Regions from separate parts of the Mus musculus genome. Here region 2 is linked to region 1. A link is a contact called in public Hi-C data. All regions are on one chromosome and are shown on one strand. Each heading gives the region's core, a stretch centred on a gene start, on an enhancer-like site or on the middle of the called end of the contact. The rest is flanking DNA. Distances are from core to core; before and after follow the strand shown. Region 1 overlaps Grhl2 (grainyhead like transcription factor 2). Region 2 has its middle 26 kb from the start of Gm15942.

Evidence for each region. Hi-C and Micro-C count contacts between places; a contact is called where the count stands out from the background.
Region 2: a Hi-C map of cerebellum shows a contact between it and region 1, with 1.6 times the contacts expected there. The contact joins two enhancer-like sites. A contact is called at or near these places in 2 of 484 Hi-C or Micro-C datasets (cerebellum and embryonic stem cells) and 1 of 9 other capture datasets (embryonic stem cells).

What each region holds. Positions count from the first base shown.
Region 1 is chr15:37,343,089-37,350,662 of GRCm38.p6, reverse strand. Grhl2 (grainyhead like transcription factor 2) reads right to left here. Exons shown (of 16, transcript NM_026496.4): 13 at 5,916-6,010; 14 at 2,809-2,894. Among named protein-coding and RNA genes, the nearest start is that of 4930447A16Rik, 79 kb to the left of the region's middle. Within about 2 kb of position 5,077, at least 36 of the 459 cell types and tissues checked have an H3K27ac peak or open chromatin away from gene starts, as enhancers often do. A contact at or near this core is called in cerebellum, where this site is marked.
Region 2 is chr15:37,722,671-37,729,558 of GRCm38.p6, reverse strand. It overlaps a transcript of Ncald not described here. Among named protein-coding and RNA genes, the nearest start is that of Gm15942, 26 kb to the right of the region's middle. Within about 2 kb of position 2,563, at least 27 of the 459 cell types and tissues checked have an H3K27ac peak or open chromatin away from gene starts, as enhancers often do. A contact at or near this core is called in cerebellum, where this site is marked.

The DNA.
Region 1 (7,574 bases), core at 3,828-6,327:
GATCCCCTTGAAGTGAATCAAGGGAAGTGTAGGCCACCGTTGCTGAGCTGCCATTGGAAAGAGTGAGGTGACCTTTGGTTCCATAGTGATACTATGTGAGCACGTCTGCAGAGCATTTTTGTAACTGACCAGATGTTATAGAAGGAAACAAGAAGACACCAACGACCAAAAACAGAATGATCCCAGCATAACACAGCAATTCGGACCTGGTTTAGAACTGTATTACCCACCCTGCAAAATGTCCTGAGGAACTAGATATAAATGGATTCCTGCAAGGCCTGGTGGTACATGCCTACAATCCCATAATATCCGAGCTCGGGAAGTTGAAGCAAGAATCAAGATCAGCTTAGATTCTCAGCAAAATCTACATCTCCAGCAGGAAGGACTCAGCACGAACTTGAAATAACCTTCAGACGTGCCATAAACACCACTTTCATCTGCTCTTAAAAGCCAGACTGGGGTATGGAAATGGCCAGTGCTGTTCAAAGAAATCTTAATTTTGTTTTGTGTTTTTGTTTTTCGAGACAGGGTTTCTCTGTGTAGCCCTGGCTGTCCTGGAACTCACTTTGTAGACCAGGCTGGCCTCAAACTCAGAAATCCACCTGCCTCTGCCTCCCAGAGTGCTGGGATTAAAGGCATGCGCCACCACACCCCGACAAATCTTAATATTTTACAGACTTTTGTAGGCCATTTGTTCATCCTTTAGCAACTGCAAGGTCATTAAAAAAAAAGAAATCTAGGTTCAGTCAGGTGGTAATCAAGCACGCCTTTAATCTCAGCAGTTGGGAGGCAGAGGCAAGTGGATCTCTATTGTAAGTTCCAGGTCAGCCTGGTTTACAGAACCAGTTCCTGCATAGCCAAGTCTACACAGAGAAAGTCTGTCTCAAAAAACCTAAATAAATACATACATACATACATACACACATACATACATACATACATACATACATAAATCTCTTGGCTCGTCCCTTCTAGACCCCTTTGCAATATCTGCTCCTTATCAGTATAAAATCAGAATCCGGTGGTGATGGTGGTGGTGATGGTGGTGGTGATGGTGGTGGTGATGGTGATGGTGGTGGTGATGGTGGTGGTGGTGGTGGCGAGGCGGCGTAAGCCTTTAGTCCTGGTGCTCATGATGCAGAGGCAGGTGGGGCTCTGAATTATATAGGCCATCATTGTTTACACAATGAATTCCAAGCTGGCTGGGGCTACATAGTGAAACTTGGTCTCCAAACAAAAAACAAACAATAAGAAAAATCCTGTTTCATTAGGAGGGCTATATTCCATACGCTTCCTTGCATTTACTTCTGGATTTGTTTCCTGGCTTGTGTGGAACAGAAATCAATGCTCCTCCACAGGTCATGACAGACATGAAGCTACCAAGCCCTCCCTCTGCTGCTCTGCTCAGGGTGACCTGGGGACATGAAACCTGCAGCAGCCACACTCTCATATTTATCAGTAAGAGCTGGAGATAAGCAATCATAATACATTCAGTGTTTCACAACTGCTTTCTCGAGTTCTAAAGCACCCCCATCAGTCCCACAGGACACGCAGGTTCTACCTCCTGCTCCCCAGCCCATGGCAACCACTGGCCTGCTTTCTCTCTCCATATACTCCCAAAGAACTGGAGACAGATACCCAAACACAAACTAGCCCCTTGATGTTCACGGTAGCGCAGTCACAACAGCCCCTCCCCCCTCAAAAAGGAAAAAGCCAGTAGTCTGTGAGCTGAATAAATGAAAAAAAAAATGTGTGTCCATACTATGAACAATTACTCTGCTGACTGTAAGAAAGAATGAAGTCGAAAGTGATTGGCAGGTGACCGCATGGTGTGGCTCTACATATAGGAACTCTCTCACAAGCTGCAGTGTTTGGCCATGAGCCCAAATGTTTCCTCATCAGAACCTGTCTCAGACCAGCTGTCTACCAGGAGTGGCAAGAGACACTGCTGGAGTCTCTATCACTATAAAACCCTTATGTCCAGGCTGGAGAGATGGCTCAGCAGTTAAGAGCACTGACTGCTCTTCCAGAGGTCCTGAGATCAAATCCCAGCGACCACATGGTGGCTCACAACCATCTCTAATGAGATCTGATGCCCTCTTCCAATGTGTCTGAAGAGAGTGACATTGTACTCACATACATAAAATAAATCTTATCCTTCCACTTCTGGGAGGGAAGAAACGGGGCCAGAGCAAGGAAGGAAGGGAGGAAGGAAAAAAGAAAAAGAAAACCCGTATGTTCTGCTACACAGCCATACATACCCAAGGCAAGTGTGAGAACGTGGCTCATACCCATGGCATGGTTGAAGCTGGGGGTCAAGAGTGTGTGAATAAAACAGTTTCCCCACGGCTGTGCTACCAGCCCTGCTCTAGGTCAGCGATGAGAAGAGGAGAATCAATTCCGGCCACCATAGTTCTACAACACATCTTCCCCCTTAACCCACGTGTCCTCTTCACATTGGAATATGTTACCATAGTGTATTGGTTTTGTAGTTTTTTGGTTTGTGTATATTTGGAAGCCATGTGCACCTAATCTGGCTTTGTGCAAACAGATAAATAAAAACCTCACTTTACCCCTCCTCTGCAGCAGCTGACTCGGATGATTACTCTGAAACCAACCAAGAGTGTATCTGAGCATGCGCATCAAGACCCTGTCCGGAGGTAGAGATTTCCAAAGACCTCAACTCTTCATTTTCTTTCAAAAGCTCATGCTGGAGCCACCCTGGTGGCTGCACTGCACTAAATAAATTCTGGCCGGGTGAACGGGGCAGGGCTCATGGCGTCTACGGGGGCTGGGCTTGTGGCTTACCGCTTCCATCAGACCCTTCACCGTGGGTGATTTCAGCATCAGAGCATCGAAGACGTCATCGTTCTCCTTCCTCACATATAAAAGCACTGCAAGAGAACGGAAAGACCAGAGTGAACTAAGGCTTGGGACTGCTTCCTATCACGTGAGACGTCAGGCTGACATCACCTGCTCTCTGCTTCCTGTCACGTGGGACGTCAGGCTGACATCACCTGCTCTCTGCTTCCTGTCACGTGGGATGTCAGGCTGACATCACCTGAACTCTGCTTCCTGTCACGTGGGACGTCAGGCTGACATCACCTGTTCTGCCAACAGGCTAATGACTACTGGGATGTACATGCTCTCATGCCTGTATCCATACTTGAGTTTCTCGGGTGGGGCACATGGTCTCTTTATGACCACTCTTTCCTGTAACTTATATTTGCATATTTGCTCATTCGGTGAATACCACTGAAGGCGCCTAGGTGCCACAAGCTGTGTATACCAAGAGCTGAGCTTGCAGCACAGAGCTAGTTAACCCCAGTCTATGCCTTTAGGGAGTTTGTGGTCCACTAGGAGAGACAGGCAGGCTTGAGAAAGCAATGAAGGAAAAGCAAGAGACAATACTTTCAGCCAGGTCCTGCAGAGGTGAGAGTGCCCAAAAGTGGGGGCTTAAGGCATTGTGAAGACCGTAGGAGTGGTTGTCTAGAAAGGTAAGTCACCAGAAGGGTTAGGCTGGCAGACGACCTCGAGTAACGGCCTGGAAGGGGACAGTCCAGGAAGAACTTAGGATGTGGCGAATCACAGCTCTGAGTGTAATCTAGGCTTCCATGCCTAGATTATCTGTGAGACAGACACTAGGAACTAGCACATAGGGTTGCCTGCCGGTTCTGTGAAATAAGATCCGTGTGTTAGGCTCGGTCTAGGCCCCGCACACAGATAAAGACCCAGTCTTCAACCTACAGAAGCTGACAGGAAGTGGTTGTGGTTTTTGAACCTTCAAGCTGGGCCATGGTGTTCTATTCCTTTCTCTACAAGTTCTGAATTGGAGAGTGTGCAGACTGAGCCAGGATGGCAGAGACCGCAGATCTGACCGATGTAGACGGACCTCAGGGAGGCACAGATGTACCAGCTGGGCCCCACAGACATGGCCACCCTTGGCGCTGCTTCTCCTGGTCACGGAGTCCTCCTACTGTGCCATCATGTTGAGAAGTCAGCACCCGGAAAATCAACTGGCCGCCATCACTCAGTCCTGCCATCCCAGAGGGAGAACTGCTCTTTCTGTCTTCTAGCAGCAGACATAACTTAACTTCCCTTCCAGGGGAAGAAAAAGCTGAAACCCCTCATCTGTCCACACTAAGGAAAACAACTGCCCAGGACAAAAAAAAAAAAAAAAAAAAAAAAAAAAAGCAAAAAACCCAAAACACTGATGAGCCTATATCTCAACAATAATCCTGATATTAATCCAGTGACCATCACCATCAGCAGAGAAACAAAAGCAGAACTGAAAAATGAAATCAGCTAGACCCACACCCGACACTCCCTCTCCCTCCCTCCCGCTCCATCCCAAAGGCTTGCTTAAATCTGTGCTTATAAAAGCCACATTGACAGGGATTCTGCCCAAAGAATGTTCGGTTAGAATATAGGGAAGGAGGAGAGCGGGAGGGAGGAAGAAAGACTTGGGCAGTGCAGTGCTTTCTTTTTCTTTATCAAATATAAAAATGAAGTGCCAATTAAGGCTGACCACGTCGCCAAAAATTTTTCACATTTAGCCCCTTGAAGCAATACTGTAGAGTCTACACGTCAATTAAAACTACCTAGTAACCCAAAGGCTATCATAAACGGAGAGGATGTGAACAATATACAGAAAAATATAGGATGCAGAGCCCAGTTACATCCAGATAAGGAAAACTAAATTCAAGAAGAGCTAGCTGATGGCTATTATTTGCTGGAAATTCTGTAATTTCTTCCAGAAGCTCTCAACAACAAAAAGAGTGGAAAAAGCAATTTCCATTGGGTTGACCCTTGGGAAACCTGCGATTACATTCTATTAAAATGAGCACTACTTATAAATAGCCTCTGTTCAAGCCATTGTCTTTGATATTACTCCGGGGGGGGGGGGGGACTGGAAAGTGCTCAAGTCTGTTGGTTCTTTTTTGGGGGGGGGGGTGCGGCGGCAGACTGGCAGGGCAGTTCCAGCTGGGCTTGCTGACAGCTATCCTGGAGGGTGTGCTGGGCTCCACACACTTAGAGGGCTTGGCCAGAGAGTCAGTTTTCATTAGCTCTGTTCTGTGGTGTGGCAACGGTAATAACCATCCTGCCAACCACAGCAGAGACAACCACCAAACATCCCAGGCAGCCTCGTGTGCAGCCACCCTGACAAGTGGCCGCCAAGGAAAAACAGACAGTAATGATGGTTTTGGGAAGCTGACAAATGACCAGTAGGGCCAAGTACAGGCTCAGAGTGCCAAGCAAGGAGCCCAGTGACTTCTCCATCCTTCTCCAAAGAGATCCTCTTGGGGGGACGGGGACCAGCGATTTCCTTACTGCTGGTAGGTCACAGTGCCCTCTGTCTGTCTGTGCAGTTTCAGAAACCTTACCTTAATCTTTAATTACAGCCCAAGATAATTTCTAGTGGCAATGTGGGTGCCAGTTCCACAAGCTCTGAAAAGCAGTTGTTGGACTGGCTCCAGCCTGTAATTGAGTAGGTGATGTACAAGTGCACACCAGTCACCAGTGTGACGCTGCCCCAACCCTAAGTAGTTAGGAAGGAAGAGGCACCAAGCAACGGAGGTTAAAATTCGTGATGGCAAGCTGGGGGCCACCATCACATATGGGCGGGCCCAACCTATTGTAACCGTTTCTGTCTATGGAATAATTCCGAATCACTGGTTCATGGGGAAGGCACAGCCACACACACAGGCAGTCTCCTCTGAACTGTGTACCTCACTGCTGGATGGGCCAGGAGATACATAACTGCTCCCCTAAGGCAAGAGAAAGCCTGTAGCCTCCAATGTGAGGAAAAGCCCACCAGGATTAGCAATGATTCTGTCACAGGGAGTGAGTTCTTCACAGCAGGTCAGCCTGCCTGCCCGAAGCCCTGTCAGTGGCCAGTCGGAACGGAGAGATACCTCGTTTTACGTTTTCTTCTTTGATCTGCTTAGACGGTGTTGGACCAAACTCCTCTTCCATGGGCCTGAACATCCGCTTAACAAGGACGCTGCTGCTGGAGAGGACACACAGAGATGAATAAATACACAAGGAGTGTCACAGTGAGGGGAGTCCTCCCCAGTTCACACCAAGTCACGGCAGGAGATGACACAGGCTAGACCTCTGTTGGGGACTGGCCTGATTTCCTACAGTTCTCCCTTTTCTAACTGCCACAGTGGGAGGTTCAACCCAACCTCCTGTCCTTTCCTCTCCCCACAGAGGACTCCAGCCCTCCCGCCTGGAAGATGGTGGCGTTTTCCCCTGAGCACTCTCTGAGGGGCCAGCTGTGACAGCTCTGCATTTGCAAAGTCCCTGTGCATTCCAGATGCGCTCTGGAAAGGGGAGGGTTGTTAGAGAGGAAGAGAAATGGAGATTCACTATTCTTAATCTCAGGCATGTAGATCTCAGGCAGGTCTGCAGAAAATGGTGCTTTCTCTGGTGATTGGCTGGCCCGGGGAAGCAGTATCTGACAGATCACTCAGCACAATTGTTAGGACAAGACCTGGGGGGGGGGGGGGGAGGCCAGACCACCTCAAATGACTTAAAATTCCTCTTTTAAAGTTTATTACTGTACAAATTTGGACATGTTTCTTAATTTCCATGGACCTTAGTCTCCTTATCTTTAAGAGGAAGCTATTGACACAGAAATGACAATATTTGAAGAGCTGGAAATATTAATTACACCAAGTTGATCATTACACACTATGTACACGGTCAAATGGTCATACCGTGCCCTATAAATAAGTATAAATATTATGTGTCAAGTAAAATTAATTAATTTAATAAAATGTAAAAGGAGGCTGGAGAGGTGACTTAGCAGTAAAGACTGTCATGGTAGAGCTACCCAAGCAAATTGAGACCCTGGTAAGGTAGGGAATGAAGTCAAGAGCCAGCTCTCTTACTACATTCCCCTTTACGTCAAACAATGAAAACAGCTAAACAAAAAAAAAAAAAAATCTAAACCTCCAGTCACATCTGAAGGCAGTAATGAACTTAGGGCACTCTCCCTCTGTCCTGCCTTCTGCTTTGTGTTAACTGCGGGTTGTGGTACTCTGTCTCATCTGGGAACTGGAGTGACCATGAACTTAGAACGAAAAGATATAAAGAATCCATCCATACAGTACCCAGGCACCATTACACTAATGATTGGTAAGTAGCCTGAAATACTATCAGACACCTTCTCACGCTGTGTGAGGCAAACTCCATCACCAAGCAAGAGTCACTTATATTTTTTCCAGTTCAGCTAACTTTTGAGAACACCTTATTCCAAGCCACAGGAGACTTTGTCATTAAAACAGTATCTCCGATAAACCACATTGTTCTTGGGAGACCATATATGCTTCTCTACGCTTTCAAATCTACAAGTCCAGTAGGAGTCAGTAAATTTTATGTGTTCTGAATTCAACAGTTTCATTTATTTTTCAAAGCAAAACCAAACAAGGCGGCTATGACTAGCCTATTCTTTAATAAAAAAAAGAGTGCAGGTTGCAGGCTTCTGGTGCCCAGGCCAGTGATGCTATATGACACTTTTCAAAAGACCAGTGAGCAGCGGAGCATTGCTCTCTCTGGCCTCAATGCCA
Region 2 (6,888 bases), core at 1,314-3,813, 380 kb before region 1:
CCTGGTTTTATCTGAAATGTTTCCAGCTTTCCGTCACAGTGGACCACAAGATCAGTGAAATCCTGGAAGATAAAGGCAGCTGTGTCTAACAAGACCCACAGCAGCGCAAGACAGGAAAGGGGGGCGCAGTTCAGCAGAACTCAGCATTCGCGGACTGCAGAAAAGGCTTCTCGCAACTGGGAGTCCAGATGGAAAGTAATATTGTTAGGAAAGGAAGGAGTAGGGCAGCAGGCACAGGCTGGGTAATATGAACAAGGCAATGCCCAATGAGATCGGTGAGGTCTTTGTTCTCTACTCTGCTCTGTTCCTTGTGTACTTCCTGCCTGCAGAAGCCGAGGTGTATCAACTGCTGCAGCTACATGCAGATTTTTACTCTTACACTCCCACTGTGTGTTGCGGGTGTGCACCATACGCCATACACCATACGCCGCACACCATAGCCTGCCTCATGTGTGAGTTCAGCCCTGACTTGGTTGCATGCTTTCCCACAATTCAGAAGCTGTCGGTCTGCTCCTCGCCAGGAGGCAGTTGTGGTACCTTGATGGGGTTTTCTTCCCTGAATGCCCTTTCTAAAAGGAAATTTTGCCAAGGTTATGTAAGGGCAATTGTGTGTGTGAGAGTGTGTGTGTGTGTGTGTGTGTTTCGCATATGGGCATGCACACTTGAAGCGAGCTGATACTGAACCACTACAGCACAACAAGGAGCAATTGCAGTAGCAGAGGACAGCCCTTGAGCAGCATCTCCTCCTAGTGATAGCTGCTTTGAGTTTGATCTCTTGCCACGGGTGGCAAGCCTTTAGCAGTGTCGGTGGGAGTTGTGGGCCCTCTTCTCCCTGAGGCGAGGACCAGGCAACAGTTGGAATGACTCTAACTGGGGTGGCTTGATGGGTCAAGTGGATAACTTGATTTTGTCTTTTGATTTCTCAAAATGGAAATATTTCTGTCTTTGGAAATCTTCTTTTAAAACTGTAATCAATTTAAATAGACACAGATAGAAGGAATAGAAATGATCTTATTGGGATTAGTGTCCAGTCTATGGAGGTGGGCAGAGCTTGGAGAGTTGAAAAGGTGACAGAGTCTTGGAAAGATAACATTAAGAACCAGCATCCAGCCATCCAACTGCATCCTTGAAGAGCTGGGGCACAGATGCCCTCTTTCTGTGAGCCTGTACGTTGTGATTTTGCTTGAACACAGATGGGCATGTTTTGTGTTGGGTGCTTGCAGGGCCTTAGATGAGGCCGTCTTATTTGGATGCACCACAGGCCATGTGAACTTTGCCCTGATGCTCCTTTCCCCCCTTTAAGGGAAATTTTCAAAGTAAATGTACCTCTTTTTTAAATAAATGGCAGGGATAATAACGGAAGAGCTATTTGTGTAATAAATGGTTGTCCATGTTATGCCCTAAGCCCTACAGGGGGAAAGCTTGGTCCCTTACATTAGGTGTCTTGTCCTGGTGCCACATCACTGGCAGAACAAGGATGCAGTGATAAATTGAAGCTGTCCTAAGAAGGACTGGGGCATGGCTTAGCAGGAGGAGTGCTTCCCTAACATGCACTATAAGCTGGGTTTGAACCCCATCACAGCATAAACACTAGACATGGTGATGTATACCTATAATTCCAGCACTCAGTGAGGTAAAAGCAGGGGATCCGAGGCTCGAGAGTTTGAGACCTGTGTAGGAATTGAAATAAAGATCACAAAAAGCCAGAACTCAGGTATTCAGTATTCAATTACATATTGGAGAAGTGAGGCAGTGAGCCATCTTGAGGTCCAGCTTTTAATCCCAGCATTTGGGAGGTAGAGGCAGTGAGTTCAAGACCAGCCTGGGTGACAAAGCAAATTCCAGGCTAACCAGGGCTACCTAGTGGGGCCCTGGTTCAAAACAAATCAAAATGAACGATTGTGACAACCCTGTGACTGTTTTGTCTTTTACCTGAGTCTCTATGGGTCACTTCAGTGTTTATCGGTGGTAGCCAAGAAGGAGAATAAAGAAAACTGGTTCACTGTCCTGACCTTGTGCAGATCCACAAAGCTGAAACCCAACAGGCCAAAGAACCCCAGAGTGTTCTAAAGACTTTTCTTCCAAGAATAACTTGGAGTCACATATACTTTTGAAATTATATATCAGTATAAAACATTAAAATCTCCAAAAGCCACCAGCCCTCTCTGCTTGGAAATGTGGTGTTATGGGAAATGGCTGGCTTTGTTTTCTTTGAAGAAAGGCAATGGATTTATAATTTATAATCTTGGTGCCTATCATAGGTAGCCTCTAGAGCCCCAGGGGAGTTTGAAATTGGGAACAAGATTGGAAGAGAAGATTCAGACAGTGAGATAAAAAAAGCTGAATTCCAAACAGAGCTTGCCTACTCTTTGAATGCGTTTTGAAGGCAATATGAGTCTAGGTTTTATTTTTAAGCTTTGAAAACATAGGAATATCCTCTGGGAAGGTTTGCAGAGAGTCTCTTGGGAATGAGCCTGTAGTTTGGGCAGGGGGCAGGTTGCTACAGCTCCACCCCTGAGCGAATGGCCAAGCACCTTCATGGGAGGTGTTGTCTGCGTGTGGGACAGTGGAAACACGTTGGCGGATATGAGAAGGAAGCCTCGCTGATTGAATCAGGACCAAGCAGTGTGACTTTCCAGATTAGCAGATGGAAATCTGCTGCATGTGCTCAGCATTTCTATTTTGAGCACAGAGAACATCTCTCCAACTGTTTCTTTCCTCTTCTCCCCGCTCCCTCCGCAGACCTCGAAGCCCCTCTGCGCTTTAGTTTTCTTATTTTGTTGGTATGGGTTTGCTTCTAGCCTACACCTTGAGGTTTCTTAGCTGTTGGCCAGGGTGTGAGTTATCTGTTGTGATAATCAGTCAGGCAGGACTCTACAGAATCCCCTCAGACAGGAGCTGTGCTGGCCTCTCCAGGAATACTAGCTGGAAGACAGAGGGTGTGAGCACAGAAGGAAATTAGCTGAGGAAAAACTCCATCCAATAAAGTATAGGCCTCACTAGGCAAGCAGTTGGTGCTAGGCCCTCTGCAAGAGCGCCCCTCATCTGAAGGTCTTTGCATTGCTGGCTGGTATGAAATTCTTGGATATTTAATTTTGTTTTAATTTTATTTTAAGTGTACGTATGGATGTTTTCCTTGCATGTATCTCCATGTACCATGTATGTGCCTGGGGCCTGTGAAAGCCAAAATTCGGCATCAAATATCTTGGAACTTGAGATGTGAGTTTCTGTGTCAGTGCTGGGAATCAAATCCTGGTTCTCTGGGAAAACAGCCAGTGCTCTCAAATGCTGAACCATTGCTCTAGCCTGCTGTAGGTACGTCAGTATGAGAACACTGGTTTAGTTACTATAGACAACTAAAGCAGGTATCTGACTAAAGGGTCCGTGTATGCTTTCATGCACGTGTTCTCTCTGTCCCTGTCCCTGTCCCTCCCCCATCTCTGTCTCTCTCTGTCTCTCTCTGTATTTCTCTCTCTCTCTCTCTCTCTCTCTCTCTCTCTCTCTCTCTCTCTCTCTCTGTGCATGCTTCTGAAGGCTTGAGTTGCTGTGTAGGTATCTGGATTGCAATTCATGAGTCCTAAAGTATGAAATCTTTCTGGTATTTCGAGGAAGGATAAAGAAATAAGACACTTCCATCTGTTTTTAATTTGAATACTTTATTTCTGGAGAAAACTAAAATTTAAAATAAGTCTTTATTCTTTTTTTTTTTCCCCCACGCAGGCCATCTTTGCTAAGTTGAGGCTCCTTAAGACTAAGCTAAAAACATCTATTCATTGATTTGTACAAAGTGCTTTTGACTTAATTTCTATACTAATTGGTTACAGCATCTATGTGAACTATACATATCTCTATATATCAATCTAAGTGACGCTGTAGTATCAGCTGTGAGGCTCTTTCTCCCTTAAACTCACATGCCCATTCTCTTCTTGGAGGATGCTTTAGGCCTATTTTTAGAAATGAGCATAAATGCAGTAAAGATTCTCATGTTACATATGAAAAACCTTCCAGCAGCATCTCGGATGTGGCAAGAGGAAGGGCTTTATGACATCTTTCTGAGTGAACTTAGTTAATAGTTCCAGCTAGTGGGTCCAAGTCTGGATGGACACCTGAGGTGTGCTCGCACAGTATCTGCAAAGCACACCATGAAGCTGAGTGTCGTAACGAGCGTCTTTACATCAAACATAAGGAAAGCAAAGCAGGGGCAGGTCCATCTCTGTGGGTCTGAGGCCAGCTTGTAAATGACAAGTTACAGGCTAGCCAGAGGCAGGTAGATCTCTGTGAGTCTGAGGCCAACCTGTAAATAACAAGTTACGGGCTAGCCAGGGCACCCAGGGAGTCTCTGTCTAAAAATAAGTAAAATACATACTGTCGTTGCTTTTATCTTCATGGCTTTCTAGGTCCCTTGGTAACAAGGAAAGAATGGAATGAACTGTGTCCCTTGAGAGCCGTCTGATGATCATCTCCCTTCCCATAAGGTGATGTGGGGGTTAAAAGCGGGGACTCTGTTCTCCAGGGCCTGTGGTGACCTTGGTCTGGCATGTCCTTGTCATGTGGAAGGCAGGACAAGGATTGGATAGAAGCAGGAACTATTGGTGGATCTCATGGGCTTTAATTTCTCCCTCCCACCCCCTGCTGCTTACCAGCAAACAGGACAAGCTACTTAGCATCTCTCTATTCGTTCTTCACATAGGAAATTGGGCAGAAAACAGTAAGGGCCTTTGGGAGGATCTAGTAAGCTAACACTTGTCTGTCCCCAGAACACTGCCTCGTGCATAGCGGCACACCGGTGTTTGCCACTATTATCGATATTGTTACCAGTATATTCGAGAAACACCTTTGTTGTGTTTTCAGTGTACAAAATGGCAACTCCATTGTGTACTAGAGTGACCAGGTTTACTGAGCAGGACTGCACATGGTAGCACTTGCACTTGGCTCTGTTTTGAGGATTCTGAAAGCGACCTCCTGTGGCTATACCTTGATCCCTGGCAGTGGGGAGATTCTGGGGCTGCAGAATGGCAGGGAAAGAGTTAACTCAGGGCTGCAGCCGCTGAACATGCAGTATAAACAGTATTTGGGAATGAGGTCACTTCTGTTTTGGGAACCTAAAGGCAAACACAGTTACATTTGTTCCTGTAATCATTGCCTTGTTTGAGACTGTTTATGTTTAGAAACTCGCGTTGGAATATTTATCAGTCGGGGCTCTGAAACCAACTCTGGCTACTTCAGCCAAAAAGGAACAAAAAGAGCCATGGGACTCTTCCTGGGGTTGAGGGAAGTGCATGGGCTGCAAGGGTGGCCTCAGACAGAGGTGGGATGCTTCTGAGGGCCTGAGGGGAGTCTTCCAGGACTCACTTCAAGAGGAAGCAGCAGCAACTATTTTGCTTCCTGATATTCTGTCACTGGAGACTGAGATTCCTGGAAGAGTCTGTTGGTTGGGTCTGTTCCTGTGCCCTGGCAGGAAGGCCCACCAAGAATGCAAGTGGTTGAAGAGGGTGGAGGAAGTAGGCTCTCCTGTCTTCTAGGCATTTTTTTTTTTTGCTTTTGTTTTTGTTTTCCTTTTGAGACTGGGTTTCTCTGTGTTGCCCTGACTGTCCTAGAACTCCCTTTGTAGACCAGGCTAGCCTCAAACTCACAGAGATCCACCTGCCTCTGCCTCCCAAATGCTGAGATCAAAGGTGTGTACCACAGCCGCCTGGCTTTTGGTCTGTGTTTTAAACAGTCATTCAAAGGCATGCTTGAGCCCCAGAACAAGCTTGATATTGTAGAAATGTGGGTAACTGTGAGTACAAGAAACCATAAGAATGACATGGAGGGGCAGATGCAGGTGCACATCGTGGATGGGGCTGGCTCTGGGTGTCTCCACTGTGTGCAAAGAAGTGTGTGAAAGCCGCTGTCACAATCCATGCTGCTACTATGGCAGAATATCTCAGACTAGAGGATTGATGAAGAAGAGAAGGTTGTTGTCTCATAGTTTGGGAGGCTGGGAGATCCAAACCTGAATGCCAGCAGGTTTGGTTGTGTCCTGGCTGCCTTTGCGTTCCATGGTGGGATCTTGTCAGTGTATCCCTGAGAGGAAGAAAACTGTGAGCTCACAGAGGCAGAAGGGCAACTGTGTGGACTGTGAAGTCTGCTTCAAGGTCTCAGTCACACTTCGAGGGAAAGCACCGTCACACCCTTTAAAGGCCCCAGCTCTGATACTACCCACTGGCCACCACATTTCAGTGCCTTAATTTTGAAGCCTGAATTCAAACCATAGCTCTGGTCTCAGTGTTCCTTAAACAGGGGTTGGTTTCTCTGAGACTTCTCAATGAGAGCTTTAAATACTTTGAGGTTTCAATGGAATACCTTTTTAAAAGGTCCATTTATTCTGGATGTCCCTTAATACAACACATGCTTATGTCCCCTCCCACTCATCCTGCTTGTAGGAGCCGGGGGGCTAAGTAGGAATTCATTTCCAGTCATGATCTAATGAGAGAGATCCAGAAGCAGGCTAAATACAACAGTGCACTTGTGTGGTGTGCATGCCAGATGACATAAGAGTGCTGTTTCAGTTGGAGAAGAGAATTTGGAAGCAGGTCTTCCCCTGGCACACATAGTATACTCACTTTGGGCCTCAACAGTCAATGCCTTATGCAAGCTGAGAACAGCAATTTAGATTCAATGAAACAATAGAATCGTTTGCGTGCTGCTAATGTTGTTTTGAATTTTATTAGCTTTAAAGTTTTGAATTTAATTTGTACCACTGTTCTTAGAGTGCTGAGAAGGCAAACAAGGCTTACATAAGTCATTTTGTATTTCTGTGTGGTTAGCTGAATTAAAATAAAATACCTTTGGTCATCTCTGGAGGTCCTTGGGGTCCTTTCTTTCTTAAGTGGGGAGTATTTTATT